Linked DNA regions of Xenopus laevis: region 2 is linked to region 1. A link is a contact called in public Hi-C data. All regions are on one chromosome and are shown on one strand. Each heading gives the region's core, a stretch centred on a gene start, on an enhancer-like site or on the middle of the called end of the contact. The rest is flanking DNA. Distances are from core to core; before and after follow the strand shown. Region 1 overlaps col27a1.S (collagen alpha-1(XXVII) chain). Region 2 holds the start of dpm2.S (dolichyl-phosphate mannosyltransferase polypeptide 2, regulatory subunit S homeolog).

The links. Hi-C and Micro-C count contacts between places; a contact is called where the count stands out from the background.
Region 2: a Hi-C map of the XL177 cell line shows a contact between it and region 1, with 2.1 times the contacts expected there. The contact joins the promoter of dpm2.S here to the enhancer-like site in region 1. A contact is called at or near these places in 2 of 4 Hi-C or Micro-C datasets (the XL177 cell line and the XTC cell line).

What each region holds. Positions count from the first base shown.
Region 1 is chr8S:35,338,007-35,341,971 of Xenopus_laevis_v10.1, reverse strand. It overlaps col27a1.S (collagen alpha-1(XXVII) chain), which reads left to right. Exons shown (of 61, transcript XM_018232747.2): 8 at 2,765-2,809. Among protein-coding and RNA genes, the nearest start is that of col27a1.S, 52 kb to the left of the region's middle. Within about 2 kb of position 1,836, at least 1 of the 7 cell types and tissues checked has an H3K27ac peak or open chromatin away from gene starts, as enhancers often do.
Region 2 is chr8S:35,406,180-35,410,144 of Xenopus_laevis_v10.1, reverse strand. dpm2.S (dolichyl-phosphate mannosyltransferase polypeptide 2, regulatory subunit S homeolog) reads right to left here and starts at 2,127. Exons shown (of 4, transcript NM_001171707.1): 1 at 2,089-2,127; 2 at 1,914-2,003; 3 at 378-480. The coding sequence starts at 2,091.

The sequences.
Region 1 (3,965 bases), core at 587-3,086:
CAAGACTACACATGTATATAAAATCACTGTATCAGCCATTCAGTCATATAATATGAATAGAATAGAACAACAAATAAAGTCTTTGCCTCCAAAATTCACGCTAACTGATTTTCAAGCTGGACTTTCAGGAGTATCTAGGGGGACAAGTAAGCATTCTAACCAGGCTAGGCTGGTTCCTTACTTCTATTCTTATAATAGTGACCAAACACAGACAGACGGACTCTGACAAGTTCATAACGTTAATTGATTAAAACAACCAACTGGCCTTTTGGCATGTGTTTGGCCTTCTATGCTGGGCAGGTTATGGAAGCAAACAGACCTGTAAAAAAAGTGATACTAGCATACAATTAAACAGGGGCATTTGTTGTGAAGATGAAATAATTTTATATTATTTTATTAACATTTGTTTCTGACTTCAGAACCTCGATTTGTTCCATTCAGAGTTAGGCTGCAGGTGACTTTTGCCTGCCTTGTGTACGCTGTTGCTGATTTATATTTTCATTCCTTTATTTCCCTGAAGAAGCATAATGTTCTGACATTGTGCCATGAAATTAGTTACCTAAGCAACTGGGGGCCAATGCTCTATACCATGGGTTCTTAAATTGTTGGGCTGGTTCCCCAAGGGCAACCAGAAGCCATGGAAAGGGTGCCCAGATTAATGACCAGTAGGGAAAAAAATTTGAAGGTAAATTAATATTTATTATTTTGGGTTTCCTGCATCTGTGGAGGAGTGACATCATGGTTTCATGTATTTGTAATGTTATGAGAGGCAGCATTTGTTTGTGCAAATGTGGGCACTCAGCCCAAAAAAAGCCGGACATCTCTGTTACATACCCTGCAATGCTGCAGAGATCCTGCAGAAAATCCTGTAGTGTGGGCAAACAAAAAGGGCACACCATGCCTTTCTTCAATGTATTAGCATTTCAATATCATTCCATTCATATGGAGTTTGGGTCTTCTCAGTCTCTTCCCTTGAAAATGCCACTTAGTCTTACAAGTGTCATTTGTTGGATTTTATCAGTCCATTCCTCAACAAAGTAGCATCCCTTCCCATTCTGCCATTCCTTTGTCCATGCAAAAAATTGTCAGCTGGCAGTCTCATATTGGTCTAATTCTTGCTGCAAGATGTTATAGATGATGGTCTTGTCTCTTTCTCTCAAAAACATAAGTCCTTGCCCAAGCATGGTCAGTTTAGGTACCAACATATACACAGTGGGCAACCTCTTTCAGACTTTAATGCTGCAATGATCACTGTATCACAGAGGGATTCTTCCTCTAAAGCACGTTGTACAGTAGCTGGAGTGATGGCTATCATTCATCATCTGGAAATGTAATGTATTCACTGACCCTCATTTGTAACCTTTGGTAATAGCTGTCATTCACACTGTTTAACCTCCATGGGTGCTGCTATCCAGCATCTGCTCTGAACTTTGTTCAAGGTGATTTATTCATTTGAGAAGTCATTTAGCATCTGTTAATGCTATAGACTATGTTCTTCATTTATTTAGTGACCCGGAGGATGCTTACTATTCATGTATCTTGCTCCCTAATTATTCATGCTCCTTAATTATAGCAGTCAACAATCCACTTATTGATGACTACCATTCAGTTACCTTGCCCAGTATGCCTTTATTACTTTCTTCATTCAAGAAGAAAACAGCAGATTTGGCCCCATTCATTGCATTCTTTCATTCAGCTGATGGTGCTGATAATTCATTCGCTAGCCAGCACCCAGGGTCGGCCCAGACCTGCTCCCCAGAAAAAAAACTTAATTCTGGGACACGAGGGGTCTTTTGTGCTCGCATGCGCGTTGCGTCTTTTGTGTGCACATGCACTTCTTTTGCTCATTCGTGGAGGCGGCAAGCTGGAGTTCAGGAGGGGGGCCCTGTGACAGCAGCCCCGGTGGGCCCTGGACCCCCCAGTCTGACCCTGCCAGCACCTGCAGACATTCAGTTACTCTTCTACTTACAGCTCTCATACAGTATTCATTCTTATATCTAACATTCATTCACTGACACCTGTCTGTCATTTTATAATTTCTATAATTAGATTGATAGACTCCCTTCTCTCTGTCCGAAAAACCATTCCATTCCCATCATGTGTCATTATTTATGTGTTGTGCTTACTGATCCTTAATCCATTTGCATGCATTCCTCTGTTTCCTTTTCATCCCTGTACTTGGTGAAAGCTCTTTCATTCCTCTGTCTCCCCTTCATCTTCCGATGGAATCCCCCTCTCGGTGGCATAAACTGTTTTATTTTCTTTGCAACCAAAACAGATATGACACACTGGGTTTATTGTGTATTACAGGCATGGGACCTGTTATACAGAATGCTTGGGGGCCTGGGGCTTTCCGGATAATTGATCTTTCTATAATTTGGATCTTCATACCTTAAGTCTACTAGAAAATCATTTAAACAATAAATAAACCCAATCGGTTGGTTTTGTTTCAAATAAGGTTTAATTATATCTTAGTTTGGATCAAGTACTACAAGGTACTGTTTTATTATTACACTTTGTGGTTTCCTAGGTGGAGATACATGGTTTAGTAATTTATGGTTTGTTCAAAAAACTTTTAAATGTAAATAAATCATTTCTCTTTAACCTGGTCATTCAACATGTCCATTTTGTGTGTTGTATTTGACTTCCACTTGAACTACATTGAGGTATATCACTGCTGCAAACATGTAAAGAAATAAACACCACCGTTCTACTCCCTATTTTTTGATCCACTGAATGTGTGTGACATTGTGTATCTTTTTAGGGACTAAAAGGCTACCCAGGACCTCAAGGACATCCTGGTGAACCGGTAAGTATTACTGGAACTCCCTAGAGACTACAGATGACACATTCATTTCTGAACTAAACATGATTAACTCCTCTAATAGGAAATTATGTTTGACTGCACTTTGTTAACCCATTTGCTGCCAGTGGAACAGGTACAGACTACAGACTTTTATAGCTTTTTCTCCCCTGCAAGATGGGTCTTCCCCATTTCTACACATGTCCCCCGATAGCTTATGTCTGTATATTAATGTTATTTTAATCCTGCTTAGTAAGATCTGTATATATTGTAATTTCTTTTTTTACCTTGAACAATTTCCTTGCTGCCAAGTAGCTCCTTGTATGTCTCTATATAAAAAAGAGAGGAACAGCACTGTGTATGGTGGCGCTAATGGCTGCAGCACGAAAAGAATCCTTTAGTACAAATAATATGCTGAAATCTCCACCAAAAATGTAGGTATTTTAATGTGATCGGCAGGGATCACTTTGTTGCGAATGCAGACAGTCCCCCGTCAGAGATTACCATTCACACTGAAGAGCTCCTGTTCTTGTCCTCCACCCCATGTTTGGATATGTCCAGCTGCACAGGGAAAGAGATGAATAGTGGGGTTGTTTTAACAGAGGCCATTGACTCTTTAAGCTTCTTGGCAGAAGGAACTCAAGTCAAACAGCTCTGTACATTGGAGATAAATGTTTTAGCCTACAGTTCTTAAAGGGGCCCACCTTGCTGTGCCAAGTAGGTACGGGAAGGCTGAATACTGCAAACTGGGCTCTGTTCTAAATTCTACAGGAAACCCATTTTAAAAAGGTGTTTGTACACTTGAGAACTTACAACTTTCCACACACAAGGTTGTTTAATAACTCTCTACACTAATATCATTGTCACAATTATAACAGTAATAGGCCAATAGTCTTTATTCATTACTGACATACAACTCCTGAGTATAATGTAATTGTAGCATATACAGTTGAACCCCAATTTTACATTTTTCAGGGGACCAGGAAAAAACGATGTAAAATCCGGGAAAATGTAAAATCAGGGAAATGTGTTAAAGTAACTTTTTCTTCAGGAGTCAGTTTTACTTTGAGATACAATATTTACTGTATTCATAATAATAAGCATTGCAGCGTAAATGTTACACTATTGGGGGGGGGGCATGTGCAAGGCCTCTCTGTCAGTC
Region 2 (3,965 bases), core at 878-3,377, 68 kb before region 1:
CGAGGTCCCTACTTCCCTTCTCATAAAAATAAATTAAGTTAGTCTGGCAAGATCTATTACGCATAAAACCAAGCTGGCACAAACTCATAGTATTATGATTTGCTATGAAGTCCAGTATCTTCTACTATATTAACCCTTCAAAAAGCTTTCCTACAACTGATGTCAGACTAACTGGCCTATAGTTTTGAGGCAGAGAAATTATTATCATAAATTATTATTGTAAATAATTTAGGGTACAAAATGATGTCATAAGTGGTGACTAAAGAAAAGCAAAATGCAAAGATGCACAATTATCATTATACCTTTATCCACCACCTGCCATTCTGGCCTTACTATAAAAACATGCCCCTGGTTTAGTATACAAAACTATAACTCACCAATTAAAAGAAGCAGGACTAAAGCAGCCACCAAAGGCAGCAACACAGCATATTCCCGGGGCAGGAAGAAGATGTGAATCACATGATCACCGTCAATGAAAGGCTGGAAGAATAAACAAGGACATATGTAAAATTAGAGAGGCATGGGCATACCCAGAAAGGTCTTTTTATTTGCAGAAGATGTGCAAGAAGATATCAGACTGATTTGGTCATGCATGCACTGTGACAAAAGTCTGATCATGCAGTAGGCCTATAGACTGCTTTGGTAGAGGATATTATTAATGCAACACTCATCCAATGGGAACTTTTAAGCATGCCCAATAGACAATGGTTGGACAGAGAGAGACAGGCTGATAAGCATTCAACTTGGGTGCGTTCATCTTCCAGTGTATGGCCAACATTACAATAATGTTGTCTCATTACTGACAGACAAACAACAAAGCAGAAGGAACATTAACTGTATGCTACAAAAAAAAAAGGCACGTCCAACCTGCAACTCTCTACAGCTATAAAATACAATACCACCATATACACATGGTCACACAAAGCTGGTGTTGCCAGTGGAGGTGGAAAAGAGGTAGCAGCACTCCCGTAATAAGGTAAAACCGCCTTTATTTCAGAATTACATCTGGCACAGCAACGTTTTGGACCTCCTGGTCCTTTTTCAAGCTGACAAAGCTTGTCAGCTTGAAAAAGGACCAGGAGGTCCGAAACGTTGCTGTGCCAGATGTAATTCTGAAATAAAGGCGGTTTTATCTTATTACGGGAGTGCTGCTACCTCTTTTCCATTTCGTTTGAAAGAATGTGAAGGTGAACACATTAATTGGCGTGCACCCCTTGAAGTAAGCCTGTTTAAATCTAATGCTGGATGTCTATCTACATGTTGCCAGTGGAGGTGTCAAGAACGATGCACCTGCACTATTCTAAGTCTGGCTTGCCAATTGTGACAGATATGCACCAACTATAGATATTCCTCTGTTTTACAGGCCCGGATTTGTGGGAAGGCCACAAAGGCGCAGATATAGAGCGCAGCAAGATTTAGCGTGCTCGCCAGCCGCAGCTCTTTAAATCTCCTGCATGCTCAATCTCCGTTGCTCAAGTGGAAACCATGCTCGTGAAGGGGGTGGCAGGACCCTCTGCCCAGGGATGTCCAAATCAGAAATCTGGCATCTGGCAGATTTAAAAAAAAACGATAAAAAGACACATTATCTATAAAGCTCCAAATTACGGGACTCCGTTTTAAATCATGATTTCCAGAAAGATCCATTATCTTGAAGACCCCAGGTTCCAATCATTCTGGATAACAGGTCCCATACATGTATGCTGAAGAACCATGCAGTCAGTGCACAGCATCTTTTCACTGCCTGCTGTTCCAATAGTCATGCTCTCTGGATAAACAACTGGAACAAATAAAAACGTTGCCATGCCATGTGCGGCCCCTCATACATTCTCACTCAGGCTATTTACCATGTCAAGCCTAATGCAACCTGGCAGTGCCCGATACACAAAGCTGATGCCCAGCAGTTAATCACGTACCAGCAAAATGACCCATACTGTGTAATAGACGAAGATGATCGAGCTCAAAGCCACAAGCCCAGCCCCCGCTAAACGATCGCTGCCTGTCGCCTAGAAGAGAACAGAATAAGAAACCATAAAGCATTGTGTCAACTGTCAGAACTGTAGGAACGCAATCCACAGAAACTACACTAACCATCTATCCGCCGCCTTGCTGCCGCACGCTTACTTCCGGGTTTAACACTATAACCAATCAAAGCTACTGGGGTTGCGCGGTGCATCTTGGGAGCCTTTATTTATTTATTTTTAATCTTTGCTGCGTGGCGCACGCACGACGTATTACCTCAGTGGGAACCTCTTTATAGTCGAATAGGAATCCTTCTTGCCTCTTAATACTGAGCTATGAAAAGTAATTGTATTGCCCAAAACATGAAATATCATTGTTTTTGATAAACCTGCTAATAGGGCACTGTTATACTCTACTCATCTTCCGCTACCAAAACATAACAATTAGACATGCTCTTATTTAGAAATATAAGTGTTCTTTCACAAATATTTTCTATTCACGAATACATTTTGTAACCAAAATTTTCCCTAGGCCTCTTTTAGTAAAAAAATAAATAAACTGGCCTGTCAGAAGGAAAAGGTTAAGCCGATAAGTGCTGCCATTTTCTTACATGGCCCTGGCTCCACTGTAATTTATTTTAGACTTTTGAGGCGTTATCTACCACACTGTGCAAAGTGCATTTTATTTGCACTCTCCACACTGCCTGTTGTATTACACACACTTGTGCCCCTTAGGGCTAGGGTTGCCACCTGGCCGGTATTTTACTGGCCTGGCTGGTAAAAATGATGGTTGATCCCAATGTTATAAATAGGGAAAAAAGTTAAATATATAGGAAGGCTGGTATTTTTTCCAGAAAAGGTGGCAACCCTACTTAAGGCTCCAGCATTTGCTCCACAGTGTAAAGTAAATCGCCACATATGAACATTACTACATATCTTGGTCTTACTCTTCTGCTCATGCCGAGGTACAAGTCTGCACCAGAGAAAGGTAAGCAAGATGGCAGGACAGTGCTACTTTTTCTACCCCTGCATTTTTTTCCTAAAAGGAGAATCAACCCTAGGAAAAGAAATATCACCTGAGTTGGCTTGAGAGCATCTAACATTTAGGGAGGAACTCCACGATGCACGATTGGTGCCGACACGTCGCCATGCGACTAAACGCATGCGATGTGTCGGATGTTGTGAAGAAACAGGAAGTGAAGGAGAATAGCGTGTAAGAACTACATTTATCCGACTGTCGGATGAAAACGCAGCAATTCTCCTTCACTTCCTCTTTCTTCACAACATCCGACACGTCGCATGCGTTTCGCCGCATGGCGACTTGTCGGCACCAAATGCATCATGGAGTTCCTCCCTTAGGCACACACACAGATAGCAAATTTGGCTTTCTGTGTGCTTTAAATTAAATGGGAACATTTTTCTGTCAGAGAACAATTTTTTTCTGCTTAAAGGAGAAACAGACCTTTAATAAAAAAAAACCCCTACCCTCCTACCCTACATAGACCACCTCCCTCCTCCCCCTCCAGCCTAGCTGCTACCCCCGGCAAATGCCCCTAACTCTTTACTTACCCCTCCGTGCAGATTCTGTCCAACGGAGTTCACAGCAGCCATCTTCTTCTCTTCAGTAATCTTCAGATTGATTCTGATGATTACCGAAGAGAAGAAGTTGGCTGCCGTTGACTCAGAATCTGCACGGAGGGGTAAGTAAAGAGTTAGGGGCATTTGCCCGGGGTAGCAGCTAGGCTGGGGGGAAGGAGGGAGGGGGGTTTATGTAGGGTAGGGTTTTTTTATTAAGAGATATATCAGCCCCCTCAACTGCCCCAATTACCTCTTCCTCCCTGCACAGTGTATTACCTATATTAGTGCTCCTATTTGGAAGTTGGAGAGCAAGAAGCAGAGCAGCGCAGCTCCCGCGGCACCATCTTCTGTCCGCTCGTGTCCTCTTCGGGTGTGTTCCCTGACACGGAGCCTGCATGGGACTCTGCTGTGCTGCTCTGCTTCCTGCTC